Linked DNA regions of Zea mays: regions 1 and 2 are each linked to region 3. Evidence: chromatin contacts called from public Hi-C data. All regions are on one chromosome and are shown on one strand. The core of a region is the stretch at or near the end of the contact, and the rest is flanking DNA. Distances in the headings are between cores, read along the strand shown. Region 1 holds the start of LOC103650710 (pentatricopeptide repeat-containing protein At2g26790, mitochondrial). Region 2 holds the start of LOC100274736. Region 3 holds the start of LOC542753 (chloroplast srp54 receptor 1).

Evidence for each region. A called contact is a pair of places that touch in the nucleus more often than the background predicts.
Region 1: a contact with region 3 is called in a Hi-C map of tassel, with 2.5 times the contacts expected there. The contact joins the promoter of LOC103650710 here to the promoter of LOC542753 in region 3. A contact is called at or near these places in 3 of 25 Hi-C or Micro-C datasets (ear, endosperm and tassel).
Region 2: a Hi-C map of leaf shows a contact between it and region 3, with 3 times the contacts expected there. The contact joins the promoter of LOC100274736 here to the promoter of LOC542753 in region 3. A contact is called at or near these places in 5 of 25 Hi-C or Micro-C datasets (ear, endosperm, leaf and 2 more).

What each region holds. Positions count from the first base shown.
Region 1 is chr3:148,699,288-148,702,151 of Zm-B73-REFERENCE-NAM-5.0, forward strand. LOC103650710 (pentatricopeptide repeat-containing protein At2g26790, mitochondrial) reads right to left here and starts at 1,488. Exons shown (of 4, transcript XM_020550352.3): 1 at 1,138-1,488.
Region 2 is chr3:148,554,235-148,557,275 of Zm-B73-REFERENCE-NAM-5.0, forward strand. It overlaps LOC100274736, which reads right to left and starts at 1,544. Exons shown (of 3, transcript NM_001374111.1): 1 at 1,208-1,544; 2 at 940-1,119; 3 at 151-814. The coding sequence starts at 1,375. The coding sequence ends at 278. It overlaps LOC103650707 (sporulation-specific protein 15), which reads right to left. Exons shown (of 11, transcript XM_008676274.3): 11 at 2,607-3,041. The coding sequence ends at 2,919. It overlaps LOC100276673, which reads right to left and starts at 177. Exons shown (of 3, transcript NM_001374112.1): 1 at 1-177. The coding sequence starts at 37.
Region 3 is chr3:149,214,748-149,217,601 of Zm-B73-REFERENCE-NAM-5.0, forward strand. It overlaps LOC542753 (chloroplast srp54 receptor 1), which reads left to right and starts at 1,419. Exons shown (of 11, transcript NM_001112262.1): 1 at 1,419-1,719; 2 at 1,828-1,932; 3 at 2,038-2,111; 4 at 2,198-2,256. The coding sequence starts at 1,426. LOC100284661 (CFM6) reads right to left here and starts at 492. Exons shown (of 5, transcript NM_001157556.3): 1 at 116-492.

The DNA of each region.
Region 1 (2,864 bases), core at 238-2,737, 520 kb before region 3:
AGTTCAATTATTTAGCTATTTTTAGTAAATTAGTTAATAGTTAGCTAGATATTTGTTAGCTAACTAATTCCGCGATTTTTTAGCCAACTATTACCTCTAGGCTCTAGTGCATTCAAACACCCCTTTAGTAAATTAGCTACTAGTTAGCTAACTATTTGTTAGCTAGCTAATTCTACTAGTATATTTTTAGCTAACTAACTATTAGCTCTAGTGCATTCAAACACCCTCTAAATCAGGTCCTATTTTAGTTTTGAAGACTCAAATATAGGACTTCTTGTTGGAGATGCTCTCAGTCTTAATCTGCACGAGGACACTACAACACCGTGTTCTGCTACCAGTGCTACCTGATCAGACAGTAATAGTTCTAGAAATCATGCTATATCCAATTCTTTTAGAGTGGATATGTAGACAGTGGCCGGGTGTGCAAGCAATCAAGCAAGCGATACGTTTACAGGGAGCTTTTTGGAACGCCGGCATTCCCATGTCTGGGCTTCGTGAAGTAAGTACTCCCAACGAAGCATTTGGAATTCTGTTATTATAATAGGCTGCTCTTTGTATTTCTATTATCCTTGACGTTTTTAACCATGCTGGACAGTCATCTACCGCTGAACGGCCTGTCATCACACGTTTTGACTGAGCTGGCCCGTTCCCGTTCTTCTTCCAGAACGGATCAAGCTCACTTGCTCCTCGACGGCAATGGATCCGCCGTCGGACCCGAAGCCGATCATCCCCCTCGATGAGATCGTCAGCGACTTCGAGGGTGTGCTCGCGGCAGACTCTTGCCTCACTGCCCCAGCGCAAGGTGTGCCAACTCGAACTTCTCCCTCACCATTGCAGATGTGAACAACTCCTGGTTGGATTCACCGCTAGAGCCCGAGGTAATCCCAGTGTTCCCTCCCTTGTTCCCTCCCTTGTTCCCTCTTTAGCATTTGCACTTGGTAAATGAGTTGTATTTAATCAGTGAAAGTGATGACGAACTGCCATTGATTTGAAAACAACAGAAACAATACAATTCAACCAAATAAAATTGCTAACAAACATAGTTTGTTCACCACTTAAAACAATAAAGAACTGGCATCAAGATCCTATTTCAAATGACAAAGTAATTTTAGGATCGACGAAAAATGCATATCATACATCACGACGCAGAGGTCTAGGAGCTTTCTTGGCAGCCTCGGTGTTCGCCTTCTCAGCTTGAACAATCATCTCCAAAGCCGTCGCACTAGCAACGAAGGCGGCTTTGCGAGCAACGACCCTTGCACGCCTGGCTGCAGCGAGCAAATCGCTTAATCGTCCGCGACCACAGGACCTTTGCCCGACTCCATGACAACGGGGAAGAAGCCACAGGCGGCGAGGAATCAAATGGGGAGACGAGCAGAAGGGGAAGAAGGAAGAGCTCAGGTGGAACCCTAGCGTACCTCCGGTGTGGGACCTGGACTGTTTTGGAAGAAGAACGGGAATGGGGCTCCTACGGGGCAGCTCAGTCAAAAACTCAAAACGCGTGGTTATAAGGCTGTCTCCAGCAAGGTCCTCTAAATTTAATCCCTTAAGGTCTCGTTTATTTCCTTTCATTTCAAGAAATTGGAATCATACTAATGAAATAGGCTATTTTTTAGAATATGATATTCCACCACTTTCCAAAGTTATCATATAAGTCTATCTCAAATTCATGAGGTGAAAGATGAAAATTGATTCTATAAATTTACATGTTATTTTTCTGATGTACGACTTATAGCACACTCTTCTAATTGCTTCGCTATGACATAAATGTAGTATATAACTATCTCTCATATGATTTTGGATAATATACAAATATATTACATATATAAATATATGAACTTAATTAGTTTTGTCTAAATTATAATTATTAAAATGGAATTCAATTCCAACGAAACAAACGGGCCATAAAGGAAATTGCATTTGTCCTTTACAGCACTCTCTAAAAGATTCTGTACTCTATATCTTCTTCATCTTCAGCAATATCCCCTAAATTCCATCCTCTATATCAACAGTGTACTAATTTAACATTCTATATTATTTTTTACTACTCGTCACCACGTGAGCGTACAGACACAAAAAGGTGTACAGTGTGTAGAGCACCCTCTACAGATAGCGGACGCATGCCATCCTCTAAATTTTAGAGAACGCTTTAGAGTTCCTTGCTGAAGGGATAAAGGACCTGACCGTCCCCTACATTTAGAGTACAAGACCCTTTACAGTCTCCTGCTGGAGATAGCCTAAGCCTGCCGTTTGGTTTTCTGGGAAGGGATGCATGAAACAATTACTAGCTGGATCTTTTCTCCAAATTATATAAGTTTTGATTAGCCGGAACGATTCCAAACTTATTCCTGGACAAACGAACAAACCTAACAGTAGATGACTGTCCAGCACGGTTAAAAGTAGCAAGGATAATAAAAATACAAAGAGCAGCCTGTTATAATAACAAAATTTCAAATACTTCGTTGGGGTAGTTATTTTACGAAGCCCAGACATCCGAATACCGACGTTCCAAAAAGCTTGTTTACAGGACAGGGACGAGCGGATGGAGGAGTTGGGCGGCGGTGCAACGTGCTGTTCATTTTGAGAAAAAAAAGGAAAAAAAAGTCAGCCTAGCTGGCCGCTATTAGGCCGGCTGGCCGAGCAGACCAGCCAGCGGCAGCCAAAACCTACGCGCAGGCAAAGGACGGAGGTCAGACCGAGCAAGGAGTTGCCCAGGTAAAACTCGCGTGCGGAGTTGGGGGCGGGCGACGACGCTCCACTCCTCTCCGGTTCCCACGGAACTGACGCTGAAGCTTGCGCATCTCGCATGGATCCGTCCTTGGCGGCTGCCCTGGTCAGCTCCCTACATAAGGGAAGTGGATCCC
Region 2 (3,041 bases), core at 294-2,793, 660 kb before region 3:
AGAGGAGGGAAGGAGAGAGAGAAAGCTGGAGGTTCATAGAATGAGAGTGAGGGAGAGCAAGGTTTATAATCCGTCCCACGGGGCTGAGAAAAAGGGGCCAGTTCAGTTGAACCGGCGGCCGGGTGCGGTTCAACCGCTGCTAATGTCCAGTGGAATCTTGAAAAAGAGAGATGCAGTAGTAGTACACTGCAGGCAGCAGTAGCACAGTACGTGTGAAGAAGTTACAACAGACACGTGTATCGAACGGAAACGGAAATAGCGGGCCGGGGCCGGGACGTCACAGGGGCGCGGTTGCGGCGAGCCACGTGAGCGCGGGGCCGAGGGCGGCCGGCAGCATGGGCGAGGTGAGCAGGCCGAGGAGGAACCAGTTGAGGCCGAGCAGCGCGACGGCGCCGTCGTCCCCGGCCCGCCGGCGCAGCCGCGACACGCTGCGCATGGACACGGCCACGACGGCGAACAGCCCCGCCAGCAGCGGCAGGCACGGCGCGTCGGCCGACCACGCCACCGCGCCCACCGCCAGCGATATGCCGAGGCTGAACAGGCTGCGGCACCGCGCCACGGCCGTCGCCTGCAGGGCATCGTAGCTGTCCACCGGCGGTGGCTCCGACGCCGGGCCGCCGGCGGCATGATTGGCTGACTGGGCTGTCGTCGCCACCGCCGCGTCTTCCTCTCCCCGATCCCTCTTGGCCGCCGGCTTCAGCTTGTCGTCGGACTGGTGGGACGCCGCCTGCGCCTGCGCCGCGGGCTTGTCGTCCCACCTGGACTTGCCCTTGTGCTCGTTCAGCCGCACGTTCTCCTGCCTCAGCGCCTTGAGCTGAATGAAGAGCAGCAAATTAAGAGAGGGGGCCGGGATAGTGAGCGGTGGCAACTGGCAACGCCGCATGTCATGTACGTACGCATGAGCATGAGAACTCCTCTAGGTCTAGATGTACGACATACCTGGGCGTCGAGGACATGGATCCTGGCGAGGGCGTCCTCGTGCTCGTCCTCCACGTCGTCAAGGACCGCCTCCACGGCTTCCCGCTCCCGGAGCGCCGCCCGCAGCCTGTCCTCCAGCGCCGCGTTCTCCAACGCCAGGTCGTCCATCTGCGCCTGCATCTCCGCAACCAGCCACCCCAACTGTGGTGGAAAGGTTTGTCAGATTAATGAGCTGCTAGCACATATATATAGCAAAGGGCTAAAAGGAAAATAAAAGCTGGAGCCTCACCTTGCGCTCCCTCTCGACGGCGGTGAGCATGCGGAGCGGGAAGGCAAGGAAGGTGACCGCCCACGCCATGGCCTCGCAGCAGAGGAGCGCGGGGAGCTGGAGCAGACGACGGAGAGAGCGCGCGCAGGCGGCGAGCAAGAAGCAGCAGCAGCTCCAGGCCAGCTCCATCTATATGTCACTACTCCATGCCTGCCTGTGTCATGCTCTGCACTGCAACGCTAGCTAGTCTAGAGCATGGAAGGACGAAGAACAGACGATGCCAGCGGGATGGATTGGAACTGCAAGCCTGCCGTTTTGTTTCCTTCTTGAGCTACTCGTACGATCCACGATCCTACTCCTCACCTAGCTAGTAGCAAGAGTAGCAAGTAGTAGGTGATCTGGTGAGGAGATGAGGCCGGCCGGGCGACCGGATGGATGGATGAGTTCCAGATTTGGGACACGTGAGCTCCGGCAGGGCGGCACACGTGCACCTACCCCCTCGTGTCTTGCAGGCAAGCGTCGCGCTTCGCCACGAAGAATGCATTCATGCTTCGTCACCAACTATACATGCACCCATGCCTCTTTAATTTCTTGTTGCGATCCTATCCCCAGTTCCCTTTCTGGATATCGCCTCGCCGCTTCTTCCATCCTGGATGCATGTGGCGATGTGCACAACAAGCGTACGGTGCTGTGTCTTTTTTCCACTTCCGCCTCTCACTTTGTTTGTCTAGTCTTCAACCCACTTTTAGAGTAGCTTGGATAAATTAAAAAAAAAGTAAAAGCGGTATCGAAAGCTGCGCTGAATTCTCTCGTCTCTCAGATTGACTACGAAATTAATTTTTTTTAAGTTTATTTAGCTAAAAACAATGCGTATTACGGCTACAAATATTATATAATTTTTAAAACTAGACGTATAAAAGTCATATAACTCAGTTAAAACGTATAAAAATCAAATAACTCAATTAAAACGTAAATAAAAGTTAAATAGGAAAAAAAATGTTCGAAGAGGAGATGAAATAGGGAGGGAAAAAAAGGAGATATATTTAAAAATAAACAAATAATATGTAGATGAAGAGAGGATGGTTGGAATCATCCTAAAAGTGGTCTAAAACGTTGCATCACCCTATCCACCTCTCTTGTATATATAATAACCAACGTCTTTTTATTTATACACAAAATTTTAATTTTTTATATAATATATAATTTCTAAATCAACACATTCTTATAAAATAAATTATGATTAAACCTGTTAAGAAATCTATCTTACTAGGAAAAACAATTGTCTAGACACATGTTTTAATACAGCTTCTTATGTTAAGATCATATTTAAGCTTTTATAACTCACACACTAAAAGAATTTTGATAAAGCCATCTACTACAACCTGGTCTCTAGTAAAAACAGAATAAGGGGAGCGGTTAGTTGATCAACGATCTATACAAATAACTGCAAAATACAATCAGCAACGTGGATACACCCACTGCTTCAAAGACTGATGGTTGGTTTGTTGGCAAGGAACAATCAGATAACAAGGCTTGTTTCTTGTACAAGGTGCTGTGTTACATTTTATGCATATCACTCGCTCACTACAACTCTACAATCGATACAGCTGATATATATACACTACAAAATGTATCCCACTGCCGTCGCACAAGATTGTATACAAAGCCTGCAGCTGGCTGACACTTTTTTTTTCTTCTCTCGTTAGTTTTCTTCGCTTTGATTGGTGGTTCCCTATGATCTCCATGGTGTTCGGTTCTTCAGATTCATTTCGAGCTTCTGTCGCTCGCCCTCCACCTCGGCGAACTGCACGCTGAGCTCTGAATACCTGCCCTGCATCTCCTTTAGCTCGTTTTC
Region 3 (2,854 bases), core at 169-2,668:
ATATTGTATGTGGTTCAAGAAAATAGCAAGTTGACTATAGGTGCAAGACACACTAAGTAATACTAAAATATGCCACATACATGCCTGAAAGAGTTCATAGGAAAATGGCACACACCTCCACAGGTTCGGTCTTTTGCTCCTGGATCGAGCTATTGGGGGACAAGGCCTGCAGAGGAGAGGCGAGGGGCGGGCGGCCGAGCGGCTTCCGGATGGCCTGCAAGACTAAGCGCCTGGCCTTGCCGGGCGGCCGTTGCGCGGGCCACGGGCGGACGGCCGGCGGAGCCGTGCCCGCGCTGGAGCGACCGAGCGCAAGCCTGCGGGGGCGCTGCGCCGGCGCGGGGCTGCGGGAGCGGGGGCACGCCGGTGCGGGGCTGCGGGAGCAGGGACTACGCCGAGCGGCTGCGGCTGCCGAGCTGCGTCCTGCGGGGGCGGCCTGCGTGCTAGTGTTTGGGGCAGCTGAGCGCTGGTCGTGGGCCTGCTCTTCGCTGGGTCGACAAGGGCGAAGCCTAGGCACGTGCCCGGACTGGTCTGACTAATTATATATTTTTGGTGATTTTTATATAAAGAATAAAATGATACCGAACACGTCTAAATGATACAAATATTATTTGTTCATATTCGAATTTGATCTATTTAAAAGGGCTAAGTTTCAATCCATATCTGAGTCCAGATAATCAGCATCTGAATTCTTAAATTTAGATATTTAAGATGTCAATATATATTTAAATCTTATCCTACATAACTTATATTATGGATACCCGAAAAAAAATATAAAAATAAATATAAAACAAGTAATATCCGTACGTATCTGGTTCGATTCGATTACACCCCTTATGTCTCTCATGCTTGCTTCACGTCCCGTTCGAGCAGTGATCTTTCCTTTCACTAATCAGTGTTTTTAAATGTGAAATTAATCAGTTTCATGTTTAATAAATAAATAAATAAATAATGTATTATGATACTATAAATATTGTATAGAAAACTGAATAGAGAAAATGGTTGAAGATGAAGTGAAATGAGAAAAGAAGGGATATTAAAATATGAATAAAAGTGTGAATATGGATATTTTAAAAAGGGAACTGTTAGAGTTAGCCTTAGATATCCCCAATAATCTCTCACTTTATTTTAAACTACACTCTACCGTATACACGTTTTGGTAACACAACCCAAACAAAGCAAAAAGATTTGATGCGCGGTTTGTGTCACGGTGTGTCGGTGTGCCTCTTCGTGGGCCCCACATCCAAAAAAATTAGAGTCCCGTTCATTTTGAGCCCTCAAGGCCTCAAGTCCACATTGGAGCCCCGTTCGTTTTGGGCCCCCATGCCCAACGGAACGGGCAACGGGTCCTGTTTCCTCCCTGCCGAGAAGAAGAAACACAAGCGCGGTGCTATCCACCCATCAGCTCTCGTATCCGCAGCGCCCGGAATGGCGGCACCCTCCCACGTCCTCCCGTTCCTGTCCCCCGCCGGCGGGTGTGCCGCCTCCTCCGCCCGCGCCCACTCTGGCTACCGCGCTGGTCTCCTGCGCTGCTCGGCCGCGGCCGGCCAGGCGGGCTTCTTCACTCGCCTCGGTCGCCTCATAAAGGAGAAGGCCAAGAGCGACGTGGAGAAGCTCTTCTCCGGCTTCTCCAAGACCCGCGAGAACCTCTCTGTCGTCGACGAGCTCCTTACTTACTGGAACCTTGCCGACACCGACCGCGTCCTCGACGACCTCGAGGAGGTGCTCCTACCCACTACTGCCTCAGTTCTCCCTCTGACCCTCTCTGCTGCCTGCCCCATCTGTTCGGTTCTGATGATGCTCCTTGCCGATGCACACCCCGTCACACAGGCGCTGCTGGTCTCGGACTTCGGGCCCAAAATCTCATTCCGGATCGTCGACACGCTCCGCGAGGAGATCCGCGACGGCAAGCTCAAGTCTGGCGCCGAGATAAAGGTTAACTCGATCGGTCTCGGCTGCTGGTTTCAGTTGCACTGATCATTTTTCGTTGGTTTAGCCGTTTAGCGGCTTACATTTTACAGTGTTGATGGTCGATTGCAGGCCGCGCTGAAAAGGTGCATCCTGGAACTGCTGACGAGCAAGGGCGGCAACTCGGAGCTCAATCTCGGATTCAGGTTCTGCTCCCTCCTGCCTAGGAGAATCTTTTGTTGATTGAGGTTTGCGACTTGCGAGGTCTCATTGCGCTCTGTCCTTCTGCCAGGAAGCCGGCTGTCATCATGATCGTGGGAGTGAATGGCGGGGGAAAGACGACCTCGCTAGGTACACTGTCTGCTGCAATTGTTGATTGCGCTGTATTCAGTTAGATAAACTTTTGTCTGTGCAACTTGACCTGACACCGATTTTCAACTGGGTCCTATAACCTTAGAACTATGTGGCCCTAGTTTAAGTTAGGGATGGCAATGAGTATGAGTATGGGCAGATAACTACGTGTAATTATCTATTGGGCACGGGCACGGTGGAATTTGTTATCATGGATACTGGTATGGATATAACAAGTTATCCGCTGATAAATTTTTCACGGGCATGGTGGAATATGCAGTATACATAGCCATTACCTGATGGGTATCTGTCATGTGGGTATCCATACATTATCCATGGGTAAATTATATTGTTCTTCCATGAATATTGTTTATATTATTGTCCAATAAATTGATGTTGTTGGAATACTGAAATTGTTGTTTGATGTTGCTAGAATGATGAAATTGATGAATTGTGACAAAATTATTGTTTGGTGTTGAATGTTAAAATTATAGTGGGTGGACGGGTAACGAAATCCGACGGGTAGTGGATAACCGACGGGTACGGGTATGAGTACAAATCCATACCCACAAATATATATGGGTATGAGTATGAGTTT